Regions from separate parts of the Mus musculus genome. Here all the other regions are linked to region 3. The links are chromatin contacts, called in public HiChIP or PLAC-seq and promoter capture Hi-C maps. All regions are on one chromosome and are shown on one strand. The core of a region is the stretch at or near the end of the contact, and the rest is flanking DNA. Distances in the headings are between cores, read along the strand shown. Region 1 holds the start of Ctsa (cathepsin A). Region 2 overlaps Stk4 (serine/threonine kinase 4). Region 3 holds the start of Pigt (phosphatidylinositol glycan anchor biosynthesis, class T).

Evidence for each region. Promoter capture Hi-C pulls out the DNA fragments that hold promoters and counts their contacts. HiChIP or PLAC-seq counts read pairs in DNA pulled down with a chosen protein or histone mark.
Region 1: a contact with region 3 is called in a promoter capture Hi-C map of neural stem cells. The contact joins the promoter of Ctsa here to the promoter of Pigt in region 3. A contact is called at or near these places in 2 of 39 promoter capture datasets (erythroid cells and neural stem cells), 2 of 115 datasets of contacts at active chromatin or transcription factors (microglia and pancreatic cancer cells) and 1 of 9 other capture datasets (pancreatic islet).
Region 2: an H3K27ac HiChIP or PLAC-seq map of stem cell-derived neural progenitor cells shows a contact between it and region 3, with 5 times the contacts expected there. The contact joins the enhancer-like site here to the promoter of Pigt in region 3. A contact is called at or near these places in 6 of 39 promoter capture datasets (the 3T3-L1 cell line, the C10 cell line, cranial neural crest and 3 more) and 10 of 115 datasets of contacts at active chromatin or transcription factors (the SCID.adh cell line, SST interneurons, bone marrow-derived macrophages and 7 more).

What each region holds. Positions count from the first base shown.
Region 1 is chr2:164,832,402-164,835,135 of GRCm38.p6, forward strand. It overlaps Ctsa (cathepsin A), which reads left to right and starts at 1,372. Exons shown (of 15, transcript NM_008906.4): 1 at 1,372-1,449; 2 at 1,629-1,807; 3 at 1,919-2,030; 4 at 2,297-2,347; 5 at 2,437-2,523. The coding sequence starts at 1,396. Neurl2 (neuralized E3 ubiquitin protein ligase 2) reads right to left here and starts at 1,195. Exons shown (of 2, transcript NM_001082974.2): 1 at 298-1,195. The coding sequence starts at 1,039.
Region 2 is chr2:164,107,384-164,110,091 of GRCm38.p6, forward strand. All of the region lies in intron 9 of Stk4 (serine/threonine kinase 4), which reads left to right. Among named protein-coding and RNA genes, the nearest start is that of Stk4, 35 kb to the left of the region's middle. Within about 2 kb of position 1,373, at least 40 of the 459 cell types and tissues checked have an H3K27ac peak or open chromatin away from gene starts, as enhancers often do. A contact at or near this core is called in stem cell-derived neural progenitor cells, where this site is marked.
Region 3 is chr2:164,496,062-164,498,808 of GRCm38.p6, forward strand. Pigt (phosphatidylinositol glycan anchor biosynthesis, class T) reads left to right here and starts at 1,464. Exons shown (of 12, transcript NM_133779.2): 1 at 1,464-1,696; 2 at 1,805-1,982. The coding sequence starts at 1,498.

The DNA of each region.
Region 1 (2,734 bases), core at 122-2,621, 340 kb after region 3:
TGCTGGGATCAAAGGCGTGTGCCACCACACCCGGCAATAAATATTTTTTTAAAAGCCCACATCCACATCGTCCAAACCAAAAGGAACCTGCAGGGTGTCTCAGTCAACTAGGGGAGATGAATATACCAGGCGGGCCCACAGCCAAGGTGTGATGTGCGTAAAATCACAAGCTGGTGCCCAAGGCAGACCGTGCATCTTCAAAACTAGTTGCAAGGCCTTATTAGCTGGCTGTGGGGTCCTAGCAGGTGTCCGTCCCTACACTGAACCAGAAGGTCACTCCAGGGGTGGGATACCTACAGCCATACTCCAGCTGGACCAGACGCACGCTCTTGGTGGAAGCAAACACATCTACCACAGCGTAGAGGGGCTGAGCAGCTGGCAGCCCCCGGGCGCTAGGGCCCATGTCCTCCCCGTTGATGATGATGTGCATGTCGGCGGTCCCATCCTCACGGGGGCAGAAGAGAACACCCAAGCGGCTTCGGCGCGCTGTAGGAGGCAGCACGTTTTGTTCATAGAGCTGATCTAAGAGGTGGCTATAAAGCCCTGGCCGGCTGCGGCCCACCAGACGGTCCCGGGGAATTCGGAACTGCTCGATGCGCAGATAGGGTTCAACCAGTAGGGCTTGGGGACCACTGGGGACCGCTGCCTCCGCTTCTGGTTGACCTTCCCGGGGCACACGGTTGTGGTGGCGTGTGATAGCGAAGACCCAACTGTGGCCAAGGCTGACCAAGTCAGGCAGTGAAAACTCGGGTACAGCGGCCAGACTGGCGGGATCCAGAGCGGTCAGGCCAAGACGTAAGTGCCCGCACCAGCCCAGCTCTTTTTCCTCAATTTCCACTAGAAATACCTGGCCGGGGGCCAGGGGCTCACGACTGAAGCACACACCGTGGGCGAAACTCTCCACGCGTGTGGCTCGCGTTCCTGAGGGGTCCATGCGGATGTTGGCTCCATGCACTTGGTGGAAGCGGGTGGGAGGGGGCTCTGGGCGCGCAGGGCTCCGTGGGCCACCCAGTCCTACGTGTTCGGAGGGAGCAGCCATCTCCAAGCCGTGCAACAGGGCAGCTCATGCCAAGGGCTATTTTGGGCAGCGGGCTCAGATTGTGACCGCGGGGGCGGGGTGGATGAACCATGTAAGGCATTTCCCCCTTCTCTAACTTCCCCCAGCTCTGCCTGGGGGTCCTAGCGCCGCTTTCTCGCTTGTCACCAGTAAGGGGTCCCCAGGAGCCTGGGGAACCCTTCTGTCAACACCAAGATCACCTGATCTCTGGCACCCTGACTAATAACCTTCAGGGCCACGCACTTTGACCACTCCCGACCCTCAGGCCCACAGATTAAAAAAGTGAACAATGAGCAAACTGTCACGTGATGCAGATGCTCACGTGACCAGAGCTACACATGACTTCCAGTCCAAAGGCGCCTCCTGGAGAGCAAGGACGCAAGGAAGCAGAGGTACGGAGATGCCCAAACTGGTGGGCAGCGAAGGTGGCTCTGTGGCCCGGAGTTGGATCCGAGCGGGGGCTTCTCCCGGAGATGTGCGCCATCGTCTCCCCAGGAACTGCTGCACCGAAGCGCAAGGGATCTGGGGGGACTGGTAAACAAACATCCTCCACCGATGCTTCCTCCTGCAGATGCCCGGAACCGCGCTGTCTCCACTGCTCTTGTTGCTGCTCCTGTCCTGGGCGTCCCGGAACGAAGCAGCTCCGGACCAGGATGAAATCGATTGTCTCCCCGGCCTGGCCAAGCAGCCCTCTTTCCGGCAATACTCCGGCTACCTCAGAGCATCGGACTCCAAGCACTTCCACTACTGGTGCTTGGCTTGGCCCTAAAGTTCCTAGGAGGGCATGATAACTGGACGAGCGAATTCTAACGACCCCAGGCAGGACCTGGACTCACACCAATCCTTTCCTATCCTTCCCAGGTTTGTGGAGTCGCAGAACGACCCAAAGAACAGCCCCGTGGTGCTTTGGCTTAACGGGGGTCCCGGCTGCAGCTCGCTCGATGGGCTGCTTACAGAGCACGGCCCCTTTCTGGTGAGTTGACCACTATCCCCCTCCCCCATGAGAGAGGGCAGGAGACTAGTTAGAGACAGCTCAAGGAAAAGGCAGGAAGGGGAAGGGGAGAAGGAACCTGTGGCCTAAGTTTGCTTTCCTTAACAATTCTGTTTTATGTGGTGGCCCTTGCCCTAACTTTCCGTACCTCTCATGGAGTGTGAGAATACGGAAACGCACTGTGGCTCTTTCTCTCCACCCAGCTGCTAACCGGCACCCTCACAGGCCTCTCTGTCTTTCCTCCCCAGATCCAGCCAGATGGTGTCACCCTGGAGTACAACCCCTATGCTTGGAACCTGGTACTCCTGGAGCTGTGGGTCTCTTAGGGATGTCTGGGTACTTGAAGGGTTGGGGACCCCCTCTTCTGCTCATTCCCTCCTCCCCCTAGATTGCCAACGTGCTGTATATCGAGTCCCCAGCTGGGGTGGGCTTCTCCTACTCGGATGACAAGATGTACGTGACCAATGACACAGAGGTGAGTCTGTTGCCTGACCACCTGCCCCATTCCCCGTTTCCCCAGAGATGGCTTGATTAGGAGGAGAGCATGGCCTCAGAGTCCACTTTGAGCCCTGTCATGTGCTCTGGTAAACTCAACCAGTCCACTTCCTCTTATACAAAATAAAATGGGTTGAACTCATTATCTCTGAAGCGCTTTCTAACTTAAACGTCCTCGGGTCTCCTGACTC
Region 2 (2,708 bases), core at 123-2,622, 390 kb before region 3:
TGCAGTGTTCTCGTCCTTGACTCGGGCCTTTCCAGTTAGGCCCTGTGACCTGAGGCGAGTGAGATGATTTCTTTTTAGGATCTGCACTGAATTCCCAGCGTTCTAATGTGCTCCTTAGAGTAGTAGCCACACTAATCTGTTTGCAGTAGAACTTTAAAGCATGACGGCATAGTTAAGATTGGGAAGCTCTGTGACTGAGGCCGTCTACTGTTGCTCTGTTTCCTCCTTTAAGACCACAGTCCAGGCTCTTACTGAAAAGACTTCACACTGTCTGTCAGATATGCATTCATCAGAGCAGTGTGAGAGGGAAGTTCTTCATTCACTCTCAGCCTGCAGCTGTCTGCAGGGTGCAGTTAATACACGGTCCACATGCTGACTTCGTCAGTCTCGGATGTAGGGGATAGTGTTTGCAAGCATGGTTCTGAGGGTGTAAGCGCTGTGCACTCCTCTTACAACAGCAGCCTTGTTGTCCAGTTTCTGGTTGCTTCAAAGTTCACCAGAGAGCACTCGGTGCTTCCTATACTTGCCACTCTGAATTGACACTATAGGAAGGTTCTCGATAGAATAGGGCTGTTTCCTGCCCCAGAGCGAAAAGCTACAACAGTTAATTTTGTTGCAGTTGTCTTGCTGAAGGAAGGCAAGAGTAGAAAGAAAAATACTGGAAAGATTTTGGGAATCAGTCTTTGGCCTGGAGTGTATTTCTGGGTCTGATAGGGGAAGTCTCCTTAGGGAGGTTATTCCCCCTTTGACCTTCAGGTTTTATGTTTTGTTTTGTCAAACTAATAAAATACATATAAAATACGTAGTGTCTAAATGCTCAAAAATGAAAGCATTATAATCATTCATTCATTCATTCAGAGAGAGAGAGAGAGTTAAATTCCCTAGCAATAAGATGATAGCTATTTTAAGAACCAGTTAAACAGCTCAGTATACAAGATGGCAGATTTAAAGAAGGCCAGACTTTGGATCCCTTTAAGCCTTCTTTTATAAGGCTTCAAACTCTTTATCTTAACACTATGGCATTTATTACCGACTGCCTTTATGTCCGTCCCTGAAAGGTAATCTCCGTGGTGGACTGCATTTTATGAGAAGGTCCCTCTTGGGTGAGCTTTACAATGGAAAAGCAGACTTGCTGCTTAAACTTTTTCTCGCACTTTCACAAATAGCTCAAGGTCATCCTTCCAGAAGGGAGACTGATTCCACAGTTGTGCAGTCTGTCTTATTGTCTCCACATGTTGGGCTTTTATCTTTAGAAGCCATTAACATTCTTGATTTCTTTGGAATGAGCCAAAAAGCAAGGAGCTTGGGGCCTGAATATTCATTCAAGGAGCCCAGCCAGACCACAGACTGGGATGTGAGAGTACCAGATCTCCGTGTGACCTGGGGGACGGCTCAAGGCCTGTGCTGTTTGGAATGTAAGGCCCTCCAGTGTGGTCATGTCAGTCAAAGGAGAGGCAAGAGTAGCCATGAGGCCTCTGTTTCCCAGAGGACAGTGGTGCAGCGGCAGGAGAAGAAAGGCGTGAGTCCAGTGAAGCTCTGGCTAAGGGCGGAGAGCCAGGCAGGTCAGCTTCGTCCATCCGTGCTCCAACTCCAGAGCCCTCAGCTCCTCTGAGCTACTGACTTTTGCTTAGAGAGGAATGGAGACGCACTCTCTAATACTAATTTAAATGGATCTATGAGGAAAAGAAGTTGATTTTCTGTAGGTATGTCTACTCTAAGAAATGTTAATTTTAGTATTTGTTAAAAACAACTACTCAGTACAATCCCTGAGATATTTCCTAGGATGTACTATGTGTCACAGCTGTGTAATGGACAGGGACTTAAGGGAAACATTTACTGCTGACAAGAACCTTACAGGTTAAACACGTACGATGGTGTCTCGTTCCTGTCCAGTGCTGTATGTACACGCTCCACTGTCTAGTCCTTGTATGAGTAGAACATACCCTAGATCATGGCCTTTGGTAGTGATTTGATTAGCTGTGAAGATAACAAAGCACTTGATGAAAGCCCAGTGAGTTACAGAAAAAGACTAACAAGCCCGTGAGAAGGATTGTAAAGCGTCAGAAAGGTAGGCAGGGTGTGTTGAATATTAAAATTGGCTAAGTCAGCTTCTAAATGGAATCAAGTGCCCAGATAAGAGGTTTTAACTTGATATTGTTGTTAAGAGGGTGTGCCAAGACCCTCTGGCCAGGAAAGTTGACCCAGTCTCAGGAGACTGATGCAGTATCAAGGGATGGGTCATCCTTATTGGTGAAGGTTGCATCTTTTTGGATGGCTCTCTCCAGTGCTTTAGTTGGGAGCCCTTGAAAATGTTGAGCTAGAGTTCTCTTGTAATCCATATGCAACTCATTAGCATTAAGATGGCTGTGAGCCACTGTCTAGAAAGCAAGTCAGTTCCTACAGATGCAGTTGCCCTGTTACCAGGAAGAGAGTTTTTCTGAGCTCGAGGGCATCTTACAACCCTCAGTTCTTAGTGGTTTCAAGAACATCCAAACATTTGTGGTCATATAGACTTGGATAATGACTTATGTAAATGAGTGACCAGATACATCTGCTCCTTAACAAAAACAAACCCAGAAACCAAATCTACAAAACAGACCCTCTGTGATGCATTTGCATCATATTATATAGCTCATTGTTTAAAACAGAGGGAAACATTGAGATATTGCTGGAGTTTTTGTTTTGCAAATATTTTTGCATAGAGCCCA
Region 3 (2,747 bases), core at 214-2,713:
GATTTTAACCAGGATGCAGTACAACCAGAGCTCTTGATGTTTGAGCTTTTAATTTGTCCGTTTGTTTTGAGATAGAGTCTCACTACAGTGTTGGCTGTTCCAGAACTCACTATGTAGAACAGGCTGGCCTTAAACTCTCCTGTTTTTAATAGAAAAATGACAGACTTTGGAGAAAGGTCTGACAGTTGCTTGCACTTCCTCTTTGCTGCAGCCATCCTACTCCTAAATATTCTCCCAAGGGACATGATAACCTAAGTGTGCAAAGCCACTTGTACAGACTATAATCATCCTTGCCTACTATAACCAAAACTACCAAGCACTCCTTTGCCCATGGAGTGTCTCCAGTGGAGAAACTGGCTTACCCACACAATGTTAGCACTGCACAGCAGTAAATAACCTTATACACATGAGAACACGAGGCCAATCAGCACTGTTTCCCTAGAGATGAGGAAAGGATGTAGAGCCAACTCCCATGAAGCTATGGTTTCTGTCTCTAAACCACAATGTGGTTTCAAAATCATTCCTTTCAGGAAAGAACACACAAAACCTCATACTATGCTGTCATTTACATTTAGTCCTAGAACAGATTAATCTATTACAAGAACACTGGTTGCCTCTACAATGTGTTCTGGAGATAGATGTTGACAGGAAAGAGGCATTAGACCATTTTCTGGGACCTTAGGTGGGACTTTAAGTTTAGGGCTTCCCTCCCAATACACATTGCTATGTCGAGTATGAACCCAAGGTCTCATGCCTACTAGGCACTCTGCCACTGAGTTAGTTTCATCCCCAGCCCCAGTTCTTAGGAACATTCTATATCTCCGTAAGATTTGGAGTTACAATATTTTATTAATTAAAACCCAGGTAATTTTATGAGAAAATTTTGAACGAAACTAAATTTTGACAATGCAGAATACCCATGTGTGAAATTTACTCCGTGATGGAATCAATGCTATAATAGATGAGTGGGCTTGTTGGTGTGTACCCATAGCAACATGTTAATGGTGGAATTAATTTACATGGTTGGAGGAACATGTTTAATAGCTGCTAATTCTTTCAATTTTGCCATACACTCTTATTTATTTTATTATATTCTTTTATTAAGACCACAGGGAGGGGGTAGGACAGCTCTGCCCTCACCGTTGCGGGCTAGGTTTTGAGCCAAGTAAATAGAGTCACTGGACGGTTCTACCTCACGCCTGTAATAGCAGCACTTGGTACCGGGATGGCCACACTGCATATCGAGCACTTCCTAGCTGGTGAAAGCACCTATAGGTGCGCGGGCCCTCAAGCCAGCTCTCTTCCTCCGCCACACGCCCACACCCCTTCAGGCCAGGTCGGCAAAATCCACGATCTGTTGACGGACCTCCGTGTCCCTCCGGTAACCTCGGAGTGGTTTCCGGGACGGCGCCGGAAGTCCTCTCTCATCCGGCTTCCTATTGGATGACCGCCTTTGGTGGGCGCGGGCGATGCTGGGAGGCGGAAGCGGCCGCAGGTATGGCGGCTGCCATGCCGCTCGGTTTGCCGTTGCGGTTACTGGTGCTGTTGCTGGTGGGACGGGGCTGCTGTGGCTGCGCGGAGGGCCCACGCGACAGCCTGCGAGAAGAGCTCGTTATCACTCCACTGCCTTCCGGCGACGTGGCCGCCACATTCCAGTTCCGCACGCGTTGGGATTCGGATCTGCAGCGGGAAGGAGGTGAGTTCAGGACCCCAGGAAAATGTCTGCAGCACCTTGCTCAGTTCCTAAAGAGAGCTACTCAGGGGTGGGGCTTGGGTCGCCGCTCACCTGCCTTGCTTTCTTCAGTGTCCCATTACAGGCTCTTCCCTAAAGCCCTGGGACAGCTGATCTCCAAGTACTCCCTGCGGGAGCTCCACCTGTCGTTCACGCAAGGCTTTTGGAGGACGCGATACTGGGGGCCACCCTTCCTGCAGGCTCCGTCAGGTGCAGAGCTCTGGGTCTGGTTCCAAGACACTGTCACCGAGTGAGTTCCTAACTTGACACCTGTCACAGGCCATGGAGGGGGTGTGGCAGGCAAAGTGTTGTCATCTTGTCATTGGCCTTGGGATCTGCTACTCCAGTAGGTAGCGGTCACACCAAGTTAAAACTGATTTTGGAAGTAAGGATTAATATTACAGGGCTGGAGCGATGCCCCAGTCAGTAAAATGCTTGCTACTCAAGCTTGACGACCTGAGTTTCATTTTCCAGAACCTACATTAAAAGTCGGGTTGCTGCTGCCGGCTTCTAGGCCCATAACTGAGGAGGTGGAGACAGGAGGAACAGGACTGCTGGAAGCCAGTATGCCTGAATCAGTGACTTCCAAGATCAGTGACAGAAGTACCCCCCTACACACACACACACACACACACACACAAACAAAGTACAGAGGGAATAAAAGAGACATTGGTTGCTGATTTCTGGCCCTCACAGCTATTTGCATCAGTATGCATGCACATACAACATGAAGAAATTACATTATTATTGAGTGAACATCGTCTCCTGAAAACTTCCAAGTCTGAGGTACTACATGCATTTCTCGAGGCAAAGAGTAGGTGGTTGGTTCCTATTATTGGGATATAAGGTCACAGATAATTGGCAGACTAGGTGTGTTGTTTTTGTTTTTAAGACATTTGTTTGTATTAAAAAAAAACAAACAATACCCATGCCTAACAAAACATTTGTGGGATAGCAGTGGGCTACAGGATGGTCTTTGTGAAATAAAGCAAGAGTTTCACTTTAAAGCATAATC